3 separate regions of the Sus scrofa genome follow, and regions 1 and 2 are each linked to region 3. The links are chromatin contacts, called in public HiChIP or PLAC-seq maps. All regions are on one chromosome and are shown on one strand. Each heading gives the region's core, a stretch centred on a gene start, on an enhancer-like site or on the middle of the called end of the contact. The rest is flanking DNA. Distances are from core to core; before and after follow the strand shown.

Region 1 (3,675 bases), core at 941-3,440, 93 kb after region 3:
AGCCAGGACTGCTTTTGCCTGCAGGAACAGAAAGCCCAGCTTCACAGCAGCTTAAACAAATCAGGATTGATTTCTGTCCTGTAACAAAGAACCCTGAGGTACCTGGCTGCCAGGGTTAGTCCAGAGGCTGAGTGACATCTGTCTGGGCTGGAGCCTTCTTGATTCCCTTGGCCTTTCCCTCGTGGTGGCAAGGTTGCTGCTGCAGCTCCAGCCAGAACACAGAGGGGGGAGGGTCCATTCCAGCAGCATGTTCTTTTCGGTTCTGAACCACCTTAGCACTCCCAGAATCCTCCCCGCCCCAAGAAGATTCCACTTATATCTCATTGGCCAGAAATGGGGCACAGCTGTAAGGAAGGTGAGAGATTTCATTTAGCTTTTCAGCCTCTCCTAAAGAGGAAGCCCGAGAGAAGGGGGATTGAGAGTGTCAGTTGGGTAGCCAGCCAACAGCGTCTGGCTCTCCAGGGGAAGAAAAACAAAAATAATTAACATTAAGCAGTGCTGACTCCGTGCCAGCAGCCCTGCTGTAAGCACTCTGCCTGCATGATCTCATCTGGTCCTTCCACCCACCCTGTGATGGCTCTGCTGTGATCTCCCCACAGTAATGACTTGGAAACTGAGGCGCAGAGTGGTGAAGCCCTTTACCACGTGGAGGAGCCAGGGCGAGAACCTTCGCAGTGTCTCCAGATCCTCCCTCTTGGCCGCTACCTTGTTGCCTCAAAAGAGGTTCTGGGGTCCCAGACTGCTAAGCAGCTGACCTCAGTTTAAATTCTTCTAGAAAGGGAGGAGCGGGACAGCGTATTTTGCTCTGGGGAAGTTTTGACCATTATAAAGCTTTCTGGCGAATCCTATCTGCTCTGTGTAACTCTCACTGGTTCTGGCCCGGTCCTGGTGAGCGGCACCAGCCACCCACCTTCCTCCCGGGAGCCCTTTGTGTCTTGCAGACGGCCGGTCCCCTCTGGGCCTCCTTTTGGAAATGAACTTGCAACGGGTGCTCCTCCTCAGAATGTGCTTTCCGGTCTTGGGCTTCTGCTGGTGGATTCAGCATGCACCTCCTCCACGCCCATCCCTGCATTGTCGTGGTGTGGGCGGGGCCGCCTCGTGGTGTGGGCGGGGCCGCCTCGGGCTGATAGTGACAGCCCAGGGTGTCAGGGTGCTGCAGGGCAGGCACAGGGGCTGTTGGGAGCCCAGAGGAGGTGGCCAGGCGAGCCTCGGGGTCGGGGGATCTCCCAGAAGCAGCCGTGGGTCTTGATTCATCAAAGAGCAGCCCCCCCCACCCCCGCTTCGTCAGTGAAGCTCTTTCGCACAGCTCTCCCTGCTTGGCCTCCACTCCCATCCTCTGCAGAATGCAGGGTTTGGACTGGTTTTCCAGCCGTGTTCGCGTCTGGCAAACATGGCCATTTGGGTGCTAAGCAGAGATACCCTCATGTGTAGAGCGTATCTGGGGAAGGCTCTGTAGGCAAACAACACAGAGTGATGAGAGTCCTAAGCCGAGAGCCACGGGGCTGTGGGAGCTCTGAGAAGACACCCAGCACCAACTTGGGGCTTCAGGGCAGCTCTGAAGGAGGCGAAATCAATCCAAATGGGCTGACACCGTGGCCAAGAGCACAGGCTCCAGAGACCAGCTGACCTGGGTTCTAGTCTCTGCTTGATCACTGACGGGGCTCAAGTGGAGAGCCCGATTCTGGGAGCTTTTCTTTTCTCCTAAGGTTGTTTTGAGAATTAAAAGGTGATTGCGAATCTTAAGTACTTAGATCCTGGCACAAAGTAGTCGCATAATAGATGAGATGGTGGTGGCGGTGACGCTGGCCGCTTGCATTCATCAGCCTTTCCTGCATGTCAGAGGTTAGGCAGCTTGGTCATCAGCCTGTAGGGTAATAAGCATTCGTGCTGCTGTTATGATTATTTATTCACCAAATGTGAGTGTTTGTCTCACGCCCAGCCCTAAGCTAGCATGGTGTCTGCATATAGCTGGACCGTGCTTTGGAAACAGGGCTCATACAGCTGAGGCCTGGGCCAGAAATTTCATAGAAGACAGAAGTTTCTTTGGTGTGTATTGGAAACACATGGCTTTCGGTCTCCCGGTCCCCTTTCCATCTATTCCACAGACGCTTCAGCCCTGGCCTCTAGCGTGGGGGCTGCCCTTGACCTCAGTGGCCAGAACGCATGGATGCTCTGCTCAACCCATCAACCGAGTCCCAAATTAGACCTGACAGTGTGATTTATTCTCTGGGATGGAGCCGGGAGGGCAGAGCCCCAGTGGGTGATTCCGAGGGAAGGTTGTCAGCCCGAATTAGCCCAGGCCCTTCATGCAGCCCTGCTGTTTCAGCTTCCTCTAACTAATAGCGTTTTCCAGGGTGTTGCTGGCTTCTGAGCAGCCACCTCCCATCCCTAGGGGCTGAGACGTGGCCATGATCCCTACGGAGCTGTTTGATGGGGGCTCTGAGGCAGGCTCTGTCAGAAAGGACTGAGGGCTTTGGGGTCCTTTCATCTGCCTCACCAGGCATTGAAAGTGGTGGTTCCTTGGGGGTCGTTGTACCGTGTCCCTCTCTTCTACCCCATCCCTTCACTGAGTTCAGTACTGACAGCTGAAGGCTGCCATCTTGCCCCTCACCTCCCAGTCTGTAATCAGCTTTCTCTGCCTGTAGCTGCCTTCATTCATTCATAGTGAACGCCAGTGATAGGCAAGGTTCTGCTGCAGTAACAAATCAACCCTGAGATCCTAGAGGCTGGACACAACCAATGTCGATTTCTTAGTCATGACACACGTCAGGTCGGGTGGGAGCTTTACCTTGAACCTCAGAGACCCAGAATGACAGGGCGCTCCCCTGTGTTGAAGCATCAGAAGTGGAACGCACAGCCTCCAGGGTCACCATGGCAGGACAAGGAAACTAGAGGGACACAGAGCACTGCTTAGATGCCAAGGCCAGAGTGGGTTCACCTCTGCTCACAGCCAGAAATAGCTGGTGGCTCTGCCTAGCTAACCGTAGGGAGCCGGAATGTGGGCACTCATGGGTATTCATTGAGCAGTAAATATCCTGGCCACAACAGGCAGGTGTGGTATTTATTAAGCACCTACTGTGTACCAGGTCTTCTAAAGGGACTCTGGAAATACGAAGGAGTCCCTGCCTTCCTGGATCTCATGGTTCAGTGGCGGAAACAGAACCTTGGTAAATAATCACAGCAGCAGCCATATCATTACCTCTGGACGAAGTGCCCTGATAGAGGCGCCCTGAGAGCACACCCATGGGGCACCTGATACGTTTGGCGAGGTCAGGAGACGTCTCTCATAAGGACTGCCATTTGAGGAGAGGCCTGGAGGCTGTGTGGACCTTAATGGAACAGGAGGAGCCTTCCCAGTGGAGGGAACAGCATCTGTGGAGTTCTGGACGTGGGAAGGAGCTTGACTCTGGGAAGGAGCTGGGAGGCGGCCAGCATAACTGCAGGATCGTAAGCGAGGCAAGGAAAGTGGGGGCAGAACTTGCAGGGCCTGCATGGCCAGGGGGAGGAGTTGGGTATTTATCAGCACCTACCTTTTGGAGCTATTGAAAGAATTCAGTGAGCTCAGTGATTCTTTCAGCAGATGCGAGTTGTTTCCCCCTGCCCCCGCCTGCAGGTGGTGTTTCAGGACTGAGGGACATAGCCATGAACAAGATGGACAGATGCCCCTGCCGTTGT
Region 2 (3,736 bases), core at 716-3,215, 72 kb after region 3:
TGCTTTCCACATCCTCAGAGCAGTCCCCTGCAGAAGGGCCACCTTTTCCACATAGCCGTCAGGCTGAGCCCGCCGTGGCCCCTGCTGGCCACCTGCCCGCAGCCTCATCCTGCAAGTCCTGCTACACTCTGCCCTCCGGCCGCCTGGTCTGCTTTCGGTTCCTTCACCGCATGGCCTTTGTTCTCCATCCCTGGAGTGCTTCTTCTTCTCCCCCCACCCCCAATTCTGGCCTACCCCTGCCACTCCTCTTACAGATCTCTGGGCAACATCACTGCAGGGGGCCTGCCCTGACCGCACACCCCACCCTTCTTCCCTGAACTCCTCAGTTTAGGGCGCTTCATCATCTTCGCAGTGGTGCCAGCTCCATAAAGGCAGGGACCACGTCTGTTTTGTTAAAGGTGTAACCCCTTCCCCGAAGGTACGCAGGTTTTGCTGAGGGGATGAAAGGTGATAATGGTAACGTAATGAACAGTTGTTGTCTTTTGAGTGGTTGCTCCCTAATAGGCGCTATGCTAAGCGCCTTGACCTACGGAACCTTTAAATAGTGACTCCTGTTTAGCAGAATATAACAGTAGCGAGAGCCAGTTATTGAGCCTTGCACATCAGCCTCTGTCCTGAGTTCCTGACCTGTGTCATCTCACTGAATCCTTACAAGAGCCCCCTGAGGCCAGCGTTGAGGAAAACGGCGTGCAGGGACCTCGCCCAGATCACTCAGCCCACGTCCTTGCTGTCCTGTCTCCCTGCCTTGGTGACGACACAGTCACCGGGAGAGCTCAAGACATTTGACCAAGGCCACTCAGGTAGCAGGTCATAAGAGCCAGCTGTTTACCCATCAGCCATTTTTGGTGGGACCGGGTTACACGCCAGCTTGCTGTGTGTACGTATGTAGGAGAAACGCACTTTTCCTGCGCGTCTGTTTTACTCACACTCTCCTGCAACACTCTTCACTTCTGACACCAAATGTGTGGGGTTTTCACATTAAGCGAATAACTTGATTCTGACCCTATGTGGAGAGCATCGAATCCTCCAGGGCTGAGTCCTACAAGGTGGCCCCCCCACCCTCCCCACCTGTGCTTCTGGCCCCCCAGCTGTCCATCGCGAGTTCCCACAAGCCCCTCCCTCGGGTACAGCGCCTCCGCTGAAAACATGTACTTACTTGTTGCCGGTTTGGTACCGAGGACCTTTGCTGGCAACAGCCAGGGGAAGATGCATCGGGTGAGGAGGGGGGAGGGGGGCTCGGAGCTCGGACGCCACTCTCCCTGCGCCTCCGGGTGTCCGCCAAGGGTCGTTGTTTGCCTTTGGGAGAATGTTGCTTATTATTTCTTTGGTGTTTCCATTATAATAATTTTGCTGGAGTTCCTGTTGTGGCGCAGTGGTTAATGAATTTGACTAGGAACCATGAGGTTGCGGGTTCGATCCCTGGCCTTGCACAGTGGGTTAAGGATCCAGCGTTGCTGTGAGCTGTGGTGTAGGTTGCAGACACGGCTCAGATCGTGCGTTGCTGTGGCTCTGGCGTAGGCCGGCAGCAAAAGCTCCGTCCGATTAGATCCCTAGCCTGGGAACTTCCATATGCTGCGGAAGCAGCCCAACAAAAGGCAAAAAAAAAAAAAAAATTTTTTTTTGCTGACATCTTTTAGGGCTTGCATTGTGCCAGGCATTTTGCCAGTCACTTGATCCCCTTACCTCATTTAACCCTCCCTACAGGCCTGGTCAAGGGTAGAAATTAACCCCCGCCCCTGACTGATAAGGAATCTTGGATTCAGAAAGGTTGTGGGTCACACAGCTGCTAAGGAGCAGAACTGGGATTTGATTCTGGCTCGAGATGAGCACCAAGAAGGCATTCTCCCGGCCACGTGGCCTTACTGCTTCCCCATCTGCTGTTGGGATTCTTCCAGTGGCCAGTGGAGGAGGATCAGCTTTCCCTCCATGTACTGTGGACTGTTCATCATGTCGCAAAGCCCGCTGGCCAGCATGAGGCCTCAGTGGGTTGGAGGACGTGGGCGGAAAGCCTTCTGCTTTATTTCTCACAGGCATTTACCATGCAAATGACCAAACTCTATTTCTCTTCAAAATTGGTTTCCATCTTGGACAGGGGAGAGTGCTCGATAGCAGCCAGAGGAACCCCGTTATCACCCAATCAGGTCTGTCCCTCCTCTGCTTAAGAACCTCCCATGGCTCCCTGTTACCCAGATTAAAGCCAAAGTCCTCACCATCCCCAGCCAGGCCCCACACAGTCTGCCCCCTTCACCTGCGACTTCATCTCCTCCTCTTCCTCTCCTCACTTGCCCTGCTCCTCACCTGGGGCCGCCTCAGTGCTCCATAGACACCGAGGTATGTGCCTGCCTCAGGACCCTTGCACTGGCTCTTCCTGCTGCAAGGAAGACTCTCCTCTCATACCCACGCGGTTCACTCTCTCACCTCCCTTAAAAGTCCTTTAAGCCTTTGCTCGTACCTTGTCTTCTCAGGGAGGTCCCCATCTCCCTTCTCTGTTTTTCTCTGTAATGCTTATCTCATATGTTATATCTTTTAGGATTTTGTTTACTGTTCTGCTTCCCCTCTAGAATCATCAGCTCCAGTGTCCTGTTCACCTGAATCCCTGTTGCCTAGAAGAGGACCTGGCACCAGATAGACACTCAGTAAACATTTCTTGAAAGAATGAATGGGCTGTCGAGTGCAGAATGATCTGACCCTGTCTTTATGGTGCCAGGGGAGAAAACACAGAGGGGGGTTGGTTTTGTTCATCAAGCCTCAGTGAGACCCTCCCACGTACCAGGCCGCAGCTCTGAGTTCCAGACGCCAAGGTGAGTAAGCTCTGGTTCTGCAGGCAGATTTAAGCCCTGGAGGAAGGGTGCATCTGCTGACCAGCGCCCAGATCCCGCGCCTGTGGCCTAGCTTCAAGGGAGGCTATGAGAGCCAGTTCCCAGCCTTTGTAATATTTTACCACAAAAGGTTGGCCTGGCCTCCCACAAAGGATCATAAATGGGAAATTCCCAAGTCGTAGGAAAGATTACGGGCAGCCAAAATGTTTTAATTCTTTAAAATTTTTTTCCTTTTTTTTCCTTCTTTTTACTGCTGCACCTGCAGCATATGGAAGTTCCCAGGCTAGAGTTTGAATCCTGCAGCAATGCCAGATCCTTAGCCCAGCGATTGAGGCCAGAGATCACACTCACCCCTCATAGATACTGTGTTGGGTACTTAACCCACTGAGCCACAACAGGAACTCCTAATTCTTTAAACTTTTTATTAAACTATCATATACATCCAGAAAAAGACAGGGGCGCTTATTAAATGTGTCGCTAGAAGAACTTTAGCAAACAACACACATTCATGTAACCAGCTCTAAAAAAATATTTCTAAGCCCCAGAAGTCCCTTTCCTACCCTCTCCTAGTCACTTTCCCTTCCAAGTAAAACCATGCTCTCGATGTCTCACCTCTGACTTTGAACTTTATGTAAATGCAGTCGTTCTTTTGGTAGATGCTCCTTTGTGTCTGGCCTTTCTGTTCAGCACTGCATGTGTGCGGTGTCCATGCCATTGCCGGTAGTTAGGTTTCAGGCCTACTCACTACTGCGTAAGTCTCAGGGAGCCCTAGCCGGCAGGTCTGGAGGATAGCAAGGCCAAATATGCAGAGGCCCGGGGGTAGCAATAGGCTTGACAGGGAAAAAAAGGTCCCTGTGGTCGGAGCATTTGAGTGAGGAGTAAAGTGGAAGGAGATGACCTGGAGGTGTTGAAGAATT
Region 3 (3,720 bases), core at 1,129-3,628:
TACTGATAAGGAGTCCAAGTCTGTCCCCGGGGCCTGGGGATGCTACTCTGGCCTTACAGGTGACTTCACAGCTAGGGCTGGAACTGGAATGCCCTTAATTTTCTTTATGGAAAGAAACAATTTTTTTAGGCTGACAAACATACACTACCAGGGTGGGCTAGTTTCTACTGGGTGAAGAGTTATCCAGCATGGGAGTAGTGATAGCATCCAGAACTGATTAAGGGTGTAAAGTGGTAGCCTAGGAATTTTACATATATTGTTTCATTTAATTTTTATACAATGATTCTGTGACTTAGCTGCCATCCTCCATTTATCAACTTTTTAAAATGTAAAAGTATTACATGGCAAAAGTATTCAAAATATACTAAGGAGCATCTACTGAAAAGAAAGTCACCTGGGAGTTCCCGTCGTGGATCAGTGGTTAACAAATCAGACTAGGAACCATGAGGTTGCAGGTTCGATCCCTGGCCTTGCTAAGTGGGTTAAGGATCTGGCGTGGCCATGAGCTGTGGTGTAGGTTGCAGACACCGCTCGGATCCCACGTTGCTGTGGCTGCGGCGCAGGCCAGTGGCTACAGCTCCGATTCGACCCTTAGCCTGGGAACCTCCATATGCCTCGGGAGCAGCCCAAGAAAATGGCAAAAAGACCAAAAAAAAAAAAAGAAAAGAAAAAAGTCACCCGTCCTATTTCCCCTTCAGAAAGGTAACCCTGATTATGTCTTTCTACAGGTGTTCTATACACACACAAGCATGTATGTAAAAATATTTTTCTTCTGCAAATGGTAGTATGCTATATATACTGTTTGCACCTTTTTCTCAATAATCTTAATAATAAACTCATTAAAACATACAGCTCTGTCTCATTTTTCAGCAGTTGTCAGCTGCATGGTATTCCACTGTGTGGCTGAACTATCATTTATTTATCTAAATTTCTATTAATGGACATTGGGCAGTTTCCAACCTTTTTTTTTTTTTTTGGCCATTTCTTGGGCCACTCCCGCGGCATATGGAGGTTCCCAGGCTAGGGGTCGAATCGGAGCTGTAGCTGCTGGCCTACGCCAGAGCCACAGCAACGTGGGATCTGAGCCACATCTGCAACCTACACCACAGGTCACGGCAATGCCGGATCTTTAACCCACTAAGCAAGGCCAGGGATCGAACCCGCAACCTCATGGTTCCTAGTCAGATTCGTTAACCACTGCGCCATGACAGGAACTCCGTTTCCAACCTTTTGCTACAACCCATGCTGCAAATGAATATCTTTGCTAACGCCTCAGCGTTTTATTTAATTAGCTTAAATTTTAAAATTGAATCTTTTTTCAATAAACACCTTATTTTAGATATACTGGCTTAAATAAAATTAATTTCACCTTTTTTTAATGTAAAATTTGAAACTGCATAATTGGCTTGCATTATACTTCTGTTAATACTGTTTTAGATTGTCACAGACCTGTGGTGGTCTGCACTCAGCTCCTTAAGGGTAGGAAAGCATTCTGTCTTGATTTCTCCCCTGTTCTCAATAAACACCCAAGCTAGATACTTAATACACTTTTGTTGAATGAGTGAGCAAATGAATGACCCTCTGCCCTCTCTCAGGAAGAAGAAATATGTACTTCCTCGGTCAGTTTTACTGAGCATCTCCTTGTAAGGCAGGATGAGGTGGGAAGGTTATTGACTGGGTTTTCTTAACCAGAGAACCTTGTGCTGACTCTAGCCAGTCCCTAACGGAGTAGGAATGGCAACATCCCTTTTTTGAAAAAAGGGTCAGATCCTTGATTACAGCAGCAGATAGACAAAATTTGAACAAAATTTCTCAGGCCATAGGTACTCAACTAACATTGGTTAGGCTCGGAAAGTACTTTTAAACGAACGAATGATAGATAACAGGGCCTCCAGGGCATCTCCTGGGTGGTGGTCTTGAGACTCCCGTCAAAGGCAGAGATCTGGAGCCACCTAGTCCGGGGAGAGGCGATCAAACCCGAATCCCAACACGTTCGGGCGTCCTGGCCCTCCGCGTGGGAGGGCAGGAGGGCGTGTCCGCCTTTTCAAGTCTGAGGCCGCGCCTGTTACCTGCGAAGACTGGACTCTCTCAACAGGGGACCCGTGAGGCGCGTGTGGCGGCACTCAGAAGCTCCTATGTGAAGGACCAGACCTAGACTAGGAGCGCCTGAGGAGAGACCTTGGGGATGCTGCGGGAGGCCTCGGCCAACACAACGGTTAGCTCTCCAACCCCGTGTCCGGCCGACTGACCGAGGCGAGGGGAGTGAGCGCGCGTGCGCACTGGCGCGCGCCAGGCATTAAAAAAACCAGCGCGAGACCCCGCACGCGCGCGCGCGCGCGCGTTCGAAAAGAAAAAAAAGTCCTCCCCGCGGGGGCCCGCGGCAATTTAGGCCGGAGTTGGTCGGCGAGCGCGCGTGCGCGAGCGCGCTCAGACGCCCTTCTCTACCGCTCCCCTCGGTTGGGGGTCTAGCGCATTGCTCTTCTGCCCCCGCCTCTCCCGAGGCTCACGCCCTCGGGGTAAGTACCTCGCGCCTTGCGGGGAGGGAGGAAGAGGGTCCAGCGAAGGAAGGGAGAAGGCGGACAGGGCTGGGAAAAAGGGAAAAACCGCTCTCGAAAAGCGAGTAGCACGGCCAGCGGGTTGGAGTCTGCAGAAGACACGCCTCCATCCCTCACGCCCCTCGGGGCTGCGGAAGTACTCTAGAGACTCGAGAGGCTCGGCGGCGACAGGTGGACTACCTTTCCCGGGAGGCGGCGCGGCGCCGCGCCTCCAGCTCCCGGCAGCACTTGCGCGTCAGGCTTTTCTCAGCTTGCCGCCGCCTGGGGCGAAACTACAGTTCCCAGGAGGCCTCGCGCGAAGCGGCTTGGAAGTGGGCAGCCTGGAAGTCACTCGGGCCACCGGAGCTGGCGGCGTCTTTAGCGAGCCGCGCGGTTCTGGACGCCTCGGTCGTGGGGCCCGCGGGGCGGGCAGCCTGGACGCCCAGGTATGTGGCTCGGGTGCAGGGGCGGTCTCGCGCGGGGGTGGGGGCGGAATCGGTGTCCACTTGGACCCCGAGGGTCAGCACCGGCGGGCGACTGGGCTGACGGCCGGGTGTGGGCACCGGTTGTTGGGGGCGGCGGTGGCGGGACTCTCGTCCTCCGGACCTGGCCGGACTCGTGCCCGCATGGTTCAACTTTCCCGACGAGCTATCCCGCGCTGTTGCGGAAGAGCATGGATTGGGAGTCGGGTAGCGGTAGGTTCGCGTTCTGGCTCTGACCCTGGGGAGCTGCGATCTGGGAAAACCGCGCCGAACCTCAGTTTCCCCTTTCCGTCAAACCGGGGAAGAAGAGTGTCTGTCTTTTGCTGGAAAGTCTTTTGGCATGTTGAGATCTGGTGAATAAAGCATTTGGCACATATAAGGCACTTAATTACGTGTTTGCGTGATTGTTAGTTCCGAGAAATGGGGTGAAGGTATTATTGACCGCATGTTGTAAATTGAGGGTGAGTCCATAGTTAGCATTCAATGCAGGGTGACTGCTGTTAACTGAAATTATTTGTTAAGTGCTTTGGTTTGGGAGTCAGAGCCAGGTTCAAATTTAGGCTTTACTGTTTACCAGCTGTGTGACCTTGCGTGGACAGACTTACCACACCGTGCCTTGGTTTTCCTGTCTATAAAATGGGGATTTTAATAGCAGCCACCTTGTAGAATCGTTTTAAGGATGCAATGAGATTACCATTTGTGAA

Evidence for each region. HiChIP or PLAC-seq counts read pairs in DNA pulled down with a chosen protein or histone mark.
Region 1: an H3K27ac HiChIP or PLAC-seq map of skeletal muscle shows a contact between it and region 3. The contact joins two enhancer-like sites. A contact is called at or near these places in 1 of 5 promoter capture datasets (liver), 3 of 47 Hi-C or Micro-C datasets (embryonic fibroblasts, liver and psoas muscle) and 1 of 2 datasets of contacts at active chromatin or transcription factors (skeletal muscle).
Region 2: an H3K27ac HiChIP or PLAC-seq map of skeletal muscle shows a contact between it and region 3. The contact joins two enhancer-like sites. A contact is called at or near these places in 1 of 5 promoter capture datasets (liver), 6 of 47 Hi-C or Micro-C datasets (blood, embryonic fibroblasts, mesenchymal stem cells and 2 more) and 1 of 2 datasets of contacts at active chromatin or transcription factors (skeletal muscle).

The regions. Positions count from the first base shown.
Region 1 is chr6:46,999,096-47,002,770 of Sscrofa11.1, forward strand. All of the region lies in intron 2 of SIPA1L3 (signal-induced proliferation-associated 1-like protein 3), which reads left to right. Among named protein-coding and RNA genes, the nearest start is that of SIPA1L3, 53 kb to the left of the region's middle. Within about 2 kb of position 2,191, at least 3 of the 83 cell types and tissues checked have an H3K27ac peak or open chromatin away from gene starts, as enhancers often do. A contact at or near this core is called in skeletal muscle, where this site is marked.
Region 2 is chr6:46,978,281-46,982,016 of Sscrofa11.1, forward strand. The region is part of intron 1 of SIPA1L3 (signal-induced proliferation-associated 1-like protein 3); the gene reads left to right. Among named protein-coding and RNA genes, the nearest start is that of SIPA1L3, 32 kb to the left of the region's middle. Within about 2 kb of position 1,966, at least 4 of the 83 cell types and tissues checked have an H3K27ac peak or open chromatin away from gene starts, as enhancers often do. A contact at or near this core is called in skeletal muscle, where this site is marked.
Region 3 is chr6:46,906,008-46,909,727 of Sscrofa11.1, forward strand. No RefSeq gene overlaps it. Among named protein-coding and RNA genes, the nearest start is that of WDR87, 5.9 kb to the left of the region's middle. Within about 2 kb of position 2,379, at least 70 of the 83 cell types and tissues checked have an H3K27ac peak or open chromatin away from gene starts, as enhancers often do. A contact at or near this core is called in skeletal muscle, where this site is marked.